Regions from separate parts of the Mus musculus genome. Here region 2 is linked to region 1. Evidence: chromatin contacts called from public Hi-C data. All regions are on one chromosome and are shown on one strand. The core of a region is the stretch at or near the end of the contact, and the rest is flanking DNA. Distances in the headings are between cores, read along the strand shown. Region 1 has its middle 27 kb from the start of Mboat1. Region 2 overlaps Mboat1 (membrane bound O-acyltransferase domain containing 1).

What was found. Hi-C and Micro-C count contacts between places; a contact is called where the count stands out from the background.
Region 2: a Hi-C map of epidermal suprabasal cells shows a contact between it and region 1, with 2.7 times the contacts expected there. The contact joins two enhancer-like sites. A contact is called at or near these places in 7 of 484 Hi-C or Micro-C datasets (the C2C12 cell line, DN3 thymocytes, colorectal tumor organoids and 4 more), 1 of 115 datasets of contacts at active chromatin or transcription factors (pancreatic cancer cells) and 1 of 9 other capture datasets (embryonic stem cells).

The regions. Positions count from the first base shown.
Region 1 is chr13:30,106,548-30,112,975 of GRCm38.p6, forward strand. No RefSeq gene overlaps it. Among named protein-coding and RNA genes, the nearest start is that of Mboat1, 27 kb to the right of the region's middle. Within about 2 kb of position 2,659, at least 42 of the 459 cell types and tissues checked have an H3K27ac peak or open chromatin away from gene starts, as enhancers often do. A contact at or near this core is called in epidermal suprabasal cells and pancreatic cancer cells, where this site is marked.
Region 2 is chr13:30,195,382-30,201,809 of GRCm38.p6, forward strand. Mboat1 (membrane bound O-acyltransferase domain containing 1) reads left to right here. Exons shown (of 13, transcript NM_153546.4): 3 at 329-406. Among named protein-coding and RNA genes, the nearest start is that of Gm40869, 32 kb to the left of the region's middle. Within about 2 kb of position 2,795, at least 68 of the 459 cell types and tissues checked have an H3K27ac peak or open chromatin away from gene starts, as enhancers often do. A contact at or near this core is called in epidermal suprabasal cells and pancreatic cancer cells, where this site is marked.

The sequences.
Region 1 (6,428 bases), core at 1,409-3,908:
AGTAAGGAAAGATACCTTAGCATCCCTGGGTGTTGCTATAGTAATAACTAGTGTAAAATTCGAGCTCCAATCGAATATTTATAGAATTAAAGTTGTTTCAATATTTTGATAGTGCTTTCTCTAAAATAAACCAAAACACAGGAAACTCATTAATTTTTTAAATATTGAATTTTAAAGATTCCTTTGTTAAAGAAACCTAGAAAAAGTAGCTAGAACTTTAAAGCAGATGAGAAGGCTAGAGACGTTGGAAAGCCGTAACCCATCCTGACACCTCCATTTTCTTTTCTATGAAAGACTATAGCCCCCTTTCTGCTATTGCCATGAATTATTGACACCAGGTTAGATATTTCTTTGCCAGGGAAAGCATAATAATCTCCTTGACAGACTGAGAAACTGGTATGCAGCAAAGAGGCAATTCCCCAGGACTGCCCAAATCTGAATTGCTGGGAATGCCATAAGTAGCCAATGTTGTATGGAAACACACAGTGGGTCCACCCACTTCCGCCTTCTTCAGTGCTCAAGCAAGAGTACAAACCTGATAGGTCTCAAAGTTATAAACCAATTTAACAAACTGTTAAATATCGAGGCTTTCTCTCCCTCCTTCCTACCTACCTACCCAATTTCCTACCTCCCTTCTTTTGTTCCTTCCTTCTTCTTCCTCTTCCTCCTCTTCCTCCTCCTTCTCCCCATCTTCCCCTTCTGCTCTGTGGTAATTTGAATAAGAATGCTCCAGCCTTCCAGAGGCTCACATATTTGAATTTTCAGTCATCAGGAAGTGGCACTACTTGAGAGGATTACAATGATAAGGAGGTCTGTCTTGGGGTTGTATCGCTATGAAGAGACAACATGACAACAGCGACTCTAATAAAGGAAAACATTTAATTGGGACTGGGTTACTGCTTCCATTATTATTGTGGCAGGGAACATAGCAGTATGTAGGCATATATGATGCTGGAGAAGGGACTGAGAGTTCTTCACCTTGATTCTAAGGCAGCAGAAGGAGACTGAGCTTCCAACAGGGCTATACCTCCAAATACTGCCACTCCTTACAGGCAAAGCATTCAAACATATGAGTCTGTGTGAACCATTCTTATTTAAACCACCACAAGGTGTGTCATTGGGTGGATTTGAGGTTTCCAAAGCTCACACCAGGTCCAGTCTCTCAGGATGGGGATCCCAGCTACTTCTCCAGTCACGTGTGCCACCATACTCCTCAACTACGTGATAAGGGACGGAACCTCTGAAACTGTAAGCAATTCCCCAATTAAATTCTTCCTTTTGTAAGAGTTGCCTCAATCATGGTGCATCCTCACAGCAATAGAACAGTGCCTAAGTCCCCCAACTCTCTTTTCTTCTTCTGTGGCGAGACAGGGCCTCAAGTTGCTCAGGCTGCCCTCAAACTTGCTGTGTAGTTTGGGATAACCTTGAACTCCTAATCCTTCTGTGTTTGCTTCCTGAGGGTTGGGAGTGTAGGTATGAGTCATGACGCCTAGTTTATGGGGCACTGGAGATGGAATCCAAGGTTTTATGCATACTGGGCAAACACTACACCAAATACCCATATCTTGTTTATGGTCTATTGATAAGAATACTTTCTTGTCACCCAAAAGGTGAAATCTGATTTCACATTTTGAAATTACTTAATGCTGCTGCCCATGGGCTTGTGGTCATCTGAGGATAGGTGATCTAGTTGCCTGCTACTCCTGTACTCAAGGAGTCCCTGTGGCACCTGGGATCTATAGGAACAGCCTAGCCTTGCAAAGCTCTATCCATCTGCTAACAGCTGCTCACAGATGCCTGTACCTTACAGGTTGGGGTAGATACTCCAGTTAGACACAGAGAAGACACCAATGTAAGACTGAACCAGAAGAAGGCTCAGAGTCATTTGAGAAGAGGAATCTTGGGTAGCTGCAGTAAGATTTAGAGGTAAGAGTAATCAGTGTGTGTGTACAGGAGAGGGAGAATTAATCCTCTAAAGCATGAGGTTATGGGTTGGACATCTTACCCACCCTATAAGGCAGGGCCCAGAAGCCTCCATGAGCTAGCATTAAGGGCTGAAACTATCCTCCGAATGTTGAACTGTTATCTTTTTCCAGAGTGAACTGTTCACGTTTCTAGCTTGACTACCTTTATGGGCTTCTGGATGTGCCATCACCCACAGTGAAATAGGTAGCAAAAGGCAAAAGACTTCCTAGGAAGGTGCCAGATGTTACCAGAAGCTTGGGTTGCAGAGAAAACACTAAAGCAGGGCCCTGAGACCATGCTTTCTTCTAGGATGTCTTCAAACGCACGATTACCACCTTACTTGACTCTGAACCCTTTGACAAGGTGCTCATGACTTCTCCTTCTCTGCCTTCTCTCCCCATTTAAAGATTCCAGCAGGGCCAGCTGAGATAGATTCATCTCCCCTCTAGTGATGATCCACCCACTCACCCACTCACCCATCCATCCACCCACCCACATCCATCCATCCATCCATCCACCCACCCACCCACCCATCCACCCACCCACCCATCCATCCATCCATCCGTCCATCTATCTTTCCCCATCTGTTATTAATGATTTTGTGTATGAGTGCGGGAGGGCTCAAGGACAGATCACTCCCTGCTAGCCTCTGTATAGTGACTCATCTGGGGGTGGAGCTCGAGGTGAGCCACACCTGAGAAATGTGCCTTTTGAGTACTGAAGGCTTTGCACTTGATTTAACTATTTCAAACAAGGTAACTGGGGTAATGAGAACAAAACTGCTGTTGACATTTCCTCATATCATACTAGGAACTTAGAAGGAGTTCCTTCGCCCTCCTCTCCCCTCCTCCCCCTTCTTCTCCCAAGCCTCTCCCATTCAATCTATGTTCCTTAGCTCATTTCCTGCAGGGTGATTTCAGGTTCAACCTGTTTTTAAGTTTATGAATCATATCAGTGACTCAAAGCCAACTTGGGTGAAAAAAAGTTAGCTTCTATAAGAAACCAAACCTAGAAAGGAATGTGGGATCTTATTCTCAGAACCTTTGGCAGACACCCACTAAAGCATTATTCATTTATTGATTCAGCAAAAATATGCTGTGGGCACACTCAATGACACTGTGTAGGAAGGCAATTAAAAGCTTTTATCTGAATTATCTGAATGCCACTAGGTTGTCTTTATAGATATATATTAAATAAATATAAATAAAATGTGGTATATATACATATATATAAATATAAATTATATATATATAAGCACAGAGTGGAACCATACTCAAAAGTACTGCAAACTATAAACCAGTCAAGAGAGGGCCAGGCATGGTGATATATGCTTTAATCCCAGCACCTAGGAGGCAGAGGCAGAGGCAGAGGCAGAGGCAGAGGCAGAGGCAGAGGCAGAGGCAGAGGCAGAGGCAGAGGCAGAGGCAGAGGCAGAGGCAGAGGCAGAGGCAGAGGCAGAGGCAGAGGCAGAGGCAGAGGCAGAGGCAGAGGCAGAGGCAGAGAGGCAGAGGCAGAGGCAGAGGCAGAGGCAGAGGCAGGAGGCGGAGGCACACAGGTCTCTGTGAGTTTTCGGCCAGTCTGGTCTCACCCTAAGTCACAGGCCAGATATCCTACTTCATCGATCCTTGCCTGGCTACATTCATTGCGGCTCTAGTTGCAATAGATAAGAAGTGCATAGAACACAAATACAAATATACTTCAAGTGCTGAAGCAATGTGACTCAATGTGGAATGCTATTCAGTTGTTAAGAAAAATGAAATCATGAATAGATTTAGAAAAAAAATTATCCTGAGTGAGATAACCCAGACCTGGAGAGACAAATATGGTATCAAATACGATATGTTTTCCCTTATCTAGAACTGGAGGATCAGGCAGAGAAGGGGCTAGAACTGGAGGATTAAGTGGAAAAGAGGGACCTGGGAAGGAATATGGGGAGAGTCACTTAAAATTAAGGGCCATTTGAGGGATTGTATGGAAATTTAATATGGTAGAAGCTTCACAAATAAATACATATTTAAAGGCAATCTAAATGAAATTGCCAAATAAAGGGGGAGACACAGGCCCAGCCAGACATCTCTTGTCACTAAATGAAGCTTCCAATGCTAGAAATTGGTTACATCTCATTGAATTGTTGGCCAAAGGAGTCCCATGTTTTATACAAATTGATGGCAAAGCTGTATTGCTGAAGACAACGCCTACCCGAAATTAAGCTGGTGCCTATCCAGAGCCTTCATCCCTATGGGTAAGTGTTCTTGGTACTGGAAGAATTTTGGTATTTTTTACGACCTAAGGAGAAAAATAAACACTAACTGCCAATCCTTCCATCTAAAGTGGTGTTCTGCCTATCAGATATGTTAGTGGATTAGGGATGGGTATGTGTGTCCACTTCTCGTCTCAGCTCTAGGACCCCCATCTGGTGCAGATTACTGCAGGCCCTGCGTACGCCGCCTCAGTCTCTGTGAGCTCATAGGTGTGTTGGTCATGTTGTGTTTGCAAGGTCTTGTTTCCTTGGGGTCCTCCATCCCCCCTGGTCTCCTCTTCTGCAGGGTTCCCTGAGCCATGAAGGGAGGATTTGATGGAGACATCCTATTTAGGGCTGAGGGTTCCAAGGTCTCTCTTAGCATAGTGTCTGGCTGTGAGTGTTTGCTCCCATCTGCTGCAGGAGAAAGCTTCTCTGACGATGGCTGAACTTAAGGCACGGCTCTATGAGTATACCAAAATGTCATTAGGTGTCATTTTACTGTTAGGTTCTTTAGTAGAGCAGTAGTTTTGGTTTTACTCTAGGTTTCTGGGCTATTTATCTGGTCTCAGGTTCTTGGTTATCCAAGCAGCACTGGGTATTTATCCCAATGTGTGGGGTGGACCTTAAGTCACATCAGATATTGGTTGGTTACTCCTGCAAGCTTTGTGCCACCATTGGGCAAGCATATCAGGAAAGTTTTACTTCAAAGGCTTGTCTCAGAGCTTTGATATCTTTTCATCTAAGGAAAATATATGTGGAGATTAAGTAGTGTGGCATTTAGAAAAGTGTCGCTGTACATAAGAGCAATGCTAATTGGATTCACTTGTTAAAGTAAAAGAGATGTAAGTTGGAAGGAGGACATGGTAAGAGGGTGGGGCCTGGAAGGAATTGGAGGGTGTAACAGGGTGGGTATACTCAAAATATGTTGTGCATGTGTAGACATTCTCAAAGAATAAAAGTGTTTATAATACTTGGCCTTTATAACTTTCTTTCTTGTATTAGTTTTTCTCTGTGTAAAATATTGAGAACACCTTGAAGAATTTTAAAAGGTGCAGTGGACATAAGAAGTAGCAGCCCTCCTGATACTCAGTATCCAAGGATGACTTAGGGCTTGCTCACTCAAAGATAAAATGGAAGATAGACTGTGGCAGCCAAAGAAGTAGGAAGTGCTACAGGGGCACAGTGTTAGGAAAAGTAGAAACATTTTGTATAATTTAGAAGCTTTCAGAGCTCTGGGGAAGATATATATTAGAAAGATTATGGGTTATTTTTTTTCCTTTGGCATTTGTGTGATTTTTCTACATAGAGAAAGGCTGTAATGGTTTGTCAAATAATAATTTGCTATGAAATTTATATGTATAATGTGAAATGACTAAATCAAGCTAAATAGCGTATGTGTCACCAAAAGTACATATCATTTTTGGTGGTTTAGGTTGTCTGAATTTTACTCAGCCATTTTGAATATAAACTACAATATTGTTAACTAGTGTCCCCCCTTATGTAATTAATCTTCAACCTTATTTCTGTTTCTTTGGGCTGATATTCTGTACCCTTTAACCAGCATCCTCCCATCCCTCCGGTCTACACTCTACTATAAGCTTGCTTTTTAAGATTCCACGCGTAAGTAAGGAAGTCCCGTTCTTATACATGATACCTGGAATTCTGAATGTCGGCGTTTTCTCCACATTCCACCTGTGTTGCAAATATCAAAACCACTGGGGGACTGATGACTCCATGACCCTGCAGTCACAGAAGTTCCAAATAGGGGATTATCTGGACATAGCCATCACACCTCCAAATCGGGCACCGCCTTCGTCAGGGAGGATGAGACCATACTGAATTCTATTGACTTTCTTGAAGTTATTTTTCAGCCAGTTTGTAAAATAAACTTACTTAATCCTTTCTTCCCCCCTGGGGGGAAATTACTCTTTATTTGTTTGTTTGTTTTGAGACAGGGTTTCTCTGTATAGCCCTCGCTGTCCTGGAACTCACTTGGTAGACCAGACTAGCCTCGAACTCAGAAATCCGCCTGCCTCTGCCTCCCGAGTGCTGGGATTAAAGGTGTGCGCCACCACCGCCCGGCAAAAAATGACTTTTTCCCGGAAATGGTTACCTGCTAGCATTCCTCAGGGAGAGGTGGGGGGGTCTTATGATCAGGTCCCCATCTCTGATGGAAGATTGATGGAAGATGAAGTGACCCTGTGCAGGTCACTTCAAGATG
Region 2 (6,428 bases), core at 1,545-4,044, 89 kb after region 1:
AGAAAATCCACACAAAAGAAATCTCTTTGGGCTTTCAATTTTATATGGATGTAAACCAGCTGTAAACATTCCCACTTACTGATTCCAGACATTCCTAGGGCTGCAACTGTAAACTGTGTCCAGGTTTCCTGGTGTCTTTTTTTTTTTTTTTTTTTTTTTTGAGATACAGTGTTTTGATTCCGTAGAACAATAATTTGACTTATGTTCTCTCGTGAATTAACTAATTGCTTACTCCTTGGAATGGGTGGGTGGGAGTGGGGTATCCAGTAGGTACATCATTATGTTTTAGCATCTTTCCTCCCCCCCCTTTTTTTTTTATATCTTAAAGGTATGCTGTACATCTCTTTGTGCTGGTGTTGATGTGTTATGGGGTCATGGTCACTGCAAGTGTATCCAATATTCACAGGTAAGATCCTGGGATAGAGCAGTGTACGGGAAGAATTTTGGAATCTTCTGGGGGAAATGTATTCCGCTTGTTCCCTTAAGTGATGTGTCTAAGAGTCTCCAGGATAGAAGAGAACCGGGAGGATAGGAATCTTCAGGGAAAAGGATGAGGGAAAAAGATAAACATCTTTATGTAAAAAAAGATACAAAGTGGGATTCAGTTGAAAGAGGGTTTATCTGTATTAGGCAGCCTCTAGCTGGGTCCAGCTTAGATGGTCACCGCACTAGACTACAATGCAGCTGTAGAAAGGAGTGCCCAGCAGAGGTACAGGATGTCATGTGTGCACCTCAAAATGAATGTGTTGAATGAAGGAAACCACCCATATTGTGTTTTAGAAAATACAAGGTAATCTGTGGTGGTAAGAGGATCAGAAGTTACTTGGCGTGGGGTGATGCTGGGACATGGGAAAAGAAGCGTGCAGGGGTGATGTGAGGCAAAGCGCAGTCTCAAGTTTGGGTGCCATTTTCTGAGTGTTAGCGCATATCAGAGCTCATTACTTGCGTTCTTTGAATACGTAAATGTATAACATAAGGAAAACTCTTCAGCAAGAAAGAGCAACGTTTTGCTGTGATGTTTGCTTTTAAGGCACAGAAATAGTTTAGCTCTTCCTTGAAGTCTGCAGGATCCCATGATCAGAAGATAGACTGGTGGTGTGTGTGTTTATTTTTACAGTGTCCGTCTTTCCTGTGGTCTGTCTGAAATCTCAGTGTTGATTTTGCCTTTTGTGGACCCTAGAACATTATTGCTTTTTCAAGTTTCCTTTATTTAAAAGAAATGTACTTGGGAGGGCTGGAGAGAAGGTTCACGCAAGTTCAGTCCCTATTGTCCATGTGTGGTGCTCACACCTGCCTGTGACTCGAGTTTCAGAGAACCCGGCTTCCTCTTCTGGCTTCCATGGGCACCTGCATTCACGTGCACACACAATTAAAAATGAAGTAACCCCTGAAGGATTTGTTTTATTTGTATTATGTGTGTGCCTGTGTGAGTTTATGTGTCCCGTGTGTATACAGATGCCGGAGGAGGGCACTGGATCCCCTGGGACCGGGGCTACAGGAGGTAACAAGCCCCATGATGTAGATTCTGGGAATCGCACCTGGGTCTTCAGTCAGAGCAGCAAGAAATCTTAGTTGCTGAGCCGCCACTTCAGCCTCTAGTGTATTTTGAAAATATAAAGACTTTTATCTTTTGCTTATGATGCATTTTCAGTGTTTAGAAAGACTCTTGGCACAGGCAAGACTGAAGGCTCAGTAAATATTTATGGAAGAGATGGCTGGGGTGCTTTGAAAAGATACTTTCAGGCCATGCGTATTGGCATAGGCCTTTAGTCCTGGCTCTGGGGAGGCAGAAGCAGGAGGATTTCTGTGAGTTGGAGGCCAGTATGCTCTACATGATGCATTCCAAGACAGCCAGGGCTATGTAGAGAGTCCCTGTCAAAAGATGGGGTGGTGAGGAACAGAGGGATGGAGGGGGAGACGGAGGGAGGGAGGGAGGGAGGGAGGGAGGGAGGGAGGGAGAGGGAGAGAGAGAGAGAGAGAGAGAGAGAGAGAGAGAGAGAGAGAGAGAGAGAAAAGGTGGGCTTTTCTGGTTTTTGGAGGCCACTTGATTAGTGAGCACCACACATGTTAAAAACACATTTATGTAACTTTTCAATATAATTTTGTTTTGAAGGAAAGTCTTCTTTTTTTTAATAGACTTTTACACTTCATTAGTCTTCCAACTTTGTATTCAAATGAGCCCTGGGAGTGACTTTTAATCTCCCTCTCCTCGGAGCCTCTCCACGAGAAGATAGCACCATTCTTTCTGGAGGAACATCAGGAAGTCCATTTTTCTAATTTGAGAAGGAAGATGATTTCTTTACACCATATGTATAATGCTTATAAGAGCCTTAAGAAGAGTCATGTTGTGGTGACTGTGTGTGTGTGTGTGTGCCCGAGTGCCTGAGTGCTTGTCTTTTCTTAGACATGCTTTTAAATGACTAATGATAATATTGCATTTTATAGCACATTTTTCCTTTTCCTTTTTCCATTGTCACATCTTTCTCTTTTACTGTTTTTTTATTTCTAAACATTTTGATGCAGCATGCTTTGGTCATATTGTTCCCCTTCCCCAGCTCCTCCCAGATCTCCGCTCCCTCCTCCTTCCTTCATAGTCTTTCTCTTAAACAGTCAAACCAAGCAGGAACAGAACAAAACAAAGCCAAAGCCAAACGGCCAGAAGGCCACATGGATTGTGTTTTGTGTTAGCTATTACCGGTATTCCCGAGCACACAGCCTGCCGCCCCACGGATGTGGTTGGTACACCGGAGTCTCCCACCAGTCATCAACTGCAAACAGCATCTTGGTTAGGGGTGGCACTTTGCCAGTTACCTACCCACCATAATCTGTAAGCACTTCCTCATACTTACATGACACTGGTAGGGCGCACTCTGGCTTTTAAAGGGTCATGTGAGCCCTTGTTCCACAGCGGGCCTAGGTTTCCATATTCCATTCCAGAGCCTGGGAATGGGACATTCTAACTAAGGTGGAGCTGAGCCGTCCAGACAGCGACTTTCACCACAGCCGTGTTGTGGTAGCAGAACATTCTGCATGAGAGTGAAATGGGAGATGCCCAAACCCGTTCTTCCTCTTTCTGTTTGATTGAATGGTTGCCAGTTTGCAGAAGTAGGGAGTGGTCCAGTTCCCAAAGGAAGAACTCCATGTAGCTCTAAAATGTGTCCCAAAGTTGTTTCCTCTGAGTTCCAGGGAGAGAACAAGAGGTTGGGGTTAGGAAATGTGAGATCTGGGTAGATGGGGGAGCCTCCCTGTGGATTAGCATTCCCCTTATTCCCACAAGGGGTGGAGTTTGTAAAAGTGTGGATGGTGTTCCTTCTTTTCTTTATAATTAAAAACAGCTTGTGATTATTTCTGGTTGATTATAGATAACTCTGAGTGTGTGTGTGTGTGTGTGGTACATGCACAAGTGTACATGCATGCATGCATGGCTGCATGCATGCATGGACCAGAGCAGAATATCAGATATCTTCCTCTGGTGCGAGACACCTCATTGCCTCGAGACAGTGTCTCTCACTGAAACTGGGAGGTCACTGTTTTTTGTCTAGGCTCTCCTTCCAGCAGGCTTCCAGGATCTGTCTGTCTCTGCCTGCAACTGCTAGGGTTACTGTCAAGGACGGCTGTGACCAGCTTTTTCCATGGGTGCTGGGGTTTGGAACTCGGGTCCTTATGCTTGCCACACTGAGCCATCTTCCCAGTTCCCTTGGATGAGGAGTCTGAAGACTCTGCGCTTATGATCCTATCTGAGTCATTCTTCTTTTCATGTCCAGTGCTGAGAGGTCTATTTTGTGGTTGAGAAGAAATAGGAGAGGGAGTGTTGACTGCTGTCTTCAATGAGCCCATTTCTGGCCTAGCTGTTGCTCAGGGTATTTTGAGAGAGTTCTCAGGGTATAACCTCTGTTTTCCTCCCAAGTTACAGTACTAGGCAGGAAACACAGGTGTCAGCTTGCTCTTCTGGGACCAGCTTAAGCAGATCTTGTTTGTATCTTCCAGAATGCGGGCCTTGGGTGCTGGTGATGTAGTTAATTGATTCTGGAGCCCTTGCTTTGTGCTACATCCCATGCTAAGCTCTTTTCAGTGTGCTGCATTATCCTCGGTACATAGTGATTAATGTATCAGTTGATGTTTGATTTCATTGTTAACACAGTCCTTCTAAAACAAGTGTGTAGGATAGAGATTTTATTTTATTGTTTGAATTGAGGAAATGAATGCTTATGTAAAGAAGTGCAGGTAGAATATATATATATACACGTACACACCCAGCCAGGTCAACATGAGAACACTACCAACTGTCCTGTCCCAATCTCTGTCACACTTCTTTTTACAAAAATAACCACCCTGCCAGTTTCTCATACCACAGATTATTTTTATGAGTGCCGGGGTTTGCATTCTTATTATTTGTGTTCACAATATGTCTTTTCTGCACCACAGACGATTCAGGTCTAGCCAGGGCAAGAATGCCCTGCCCTGGTTTGTTAGGATTCAATTCTTATCCCTGTTTTTGACAGCTGTGGTTTAATTACAACCACTGCACTGAATCTGTTTACCCTGTAAGCCAGGGAAGAGACAGGCGTGGCTACAGTTGACCTGGTTCTACAAGAGTCTATTGCCTGAAGAATGTGCTTTGTATTTCTGTCTGATGCCCATGAACTTTCTAGAATGGAGGGGAATGGAAGCCAGGGGCAATGAGGCTTCCTCCCGCTCGTCCTGCTCTAGTTGCTCAGGGCATTTGTTCTTGGGCATTGTCTTTGTTGACTGTCTTCATGCTTAGGGGGGATTTGGGATGGGTCCAAGGTAAGGAGAGCCTTTTGTATGGAGTCAGCGGACTATTCTTTATCTAGTGTGTTTTGGAAAGAAGTGCTTTCAGTTTTGAAGGCTTTAAGGTTTTTAGACCATGAACATAGAGCTCAATGTTGACTCTCAGAGTAAAAGGTTGGGAATATTTTGCAATCTGAACATTTTTGAGGACTGACATGGCACTCAGTCTCTTCTCTTCTCTTCTCTTCTCTTCTCTTCTCTTCTCTTCTCTTCTCTTCTCTTCTCTTCTCTTCTCTTCTCTTCTTCCCCCCTCTTCCTCCCTCTCTCGCTCCCCCTATCCCTCTCCCCCTCTCTCCCTCCTTCCTTCCTTCTTCCTTTTATTGCAGAACATTTTTGTTTGAGAACATTTTGGATTTTGACTTTTTGGCTAAGCCTATTCGATTCTTGCTGTTTTCCTTTCTTCTTTCCAGTGATGCTGAGTAGCAGGCTCAGGTCTTTGTGCACAGTAGGCAAATGCCCAACCACTGCCTTTCAGCTGGACCATCGTCCTCCATAGCTAGGATGAAAGAGAACCTAATATCGTGTGATGCTTTATAGAACTCTTTGTGCCCACTCTCTGGATATACTCCTTACTTCACAACTCCCTGAGTTGACCTAGAATTCATGAGTTATTTTAATGTGAGTCTCAGTACAATTTAATGTCAGAATATTCATCTTCCCTGGTTTATGACATATGTTGGAAGTTAAAGCTTTTGGATTTATGTCTCTATCTGTTGGATTGAAAATGGTAAGCGTATTCATCTCTACAGTTGTCACTGGTGCCCTCCCTACCCCCAATCCATGTGTCAGGCTAAGGGTTGAGATGCTCAAGATTCCAGTGAGTTTGGGAAGCAGACATTCATGTGCATAATTTTAATTTGTTAGTGTTCTACATTAGCAGAATTCAAGCAGCTAAGCAGTGACTTATGCTGGGCTTGGGGGACAGGTGTGATGTGATACGGAGGATGCTATAGAGAAGCAAGACCAATACAAAATGCATACACATCCAGACATGATGGTGTATGCCTTTAATCCCGGCGCTTGGGAGGCAGAGCCAGAGGCAAGTCAATCTCTGTGAGTTCCAGGCCAATCTGGTTTACATAGAATGAGTTCCATGCCAGTTACAGTTACAGAGTTATAGGGTGAGATCCTGTGTAAACACACACACACACACACACACACACACACACACACACACACACACGAGAGAGAGAGAGAGAGAGAGAGAGAGACAGAGACAGAGACAGAGACAGAGACAGAGAGGAGGGGTATGGCAGAAAGAGAGAGCAGGGAGAGAGACACAGAGAGATGATAGACAGAGACACAGAGAGAGACAGGCACAGAAAGACAGGAGTCACAGAGAGACAGACAGAAAGACAGAAAATGACACAGAGAGACAGACAGACGTACACATGTAAAATGGGGGCTTTATTGGATTGGCTTATATGATAGAAGTTGAGTACTACAACAGTAGCTGTCTGCTAGAAAGTCAGAACACTGTAGTTCCTTAGTCCAGGGATTTATTTTTCTTCTTTTTTTAAAATTAGGTATTTTCTTCATTTACATTTCCAATGCTATCCCAAAAGTCCCCCATTCCCCCACCCCCACCGCCCTACCCACCCACTCCCACTTCTTGA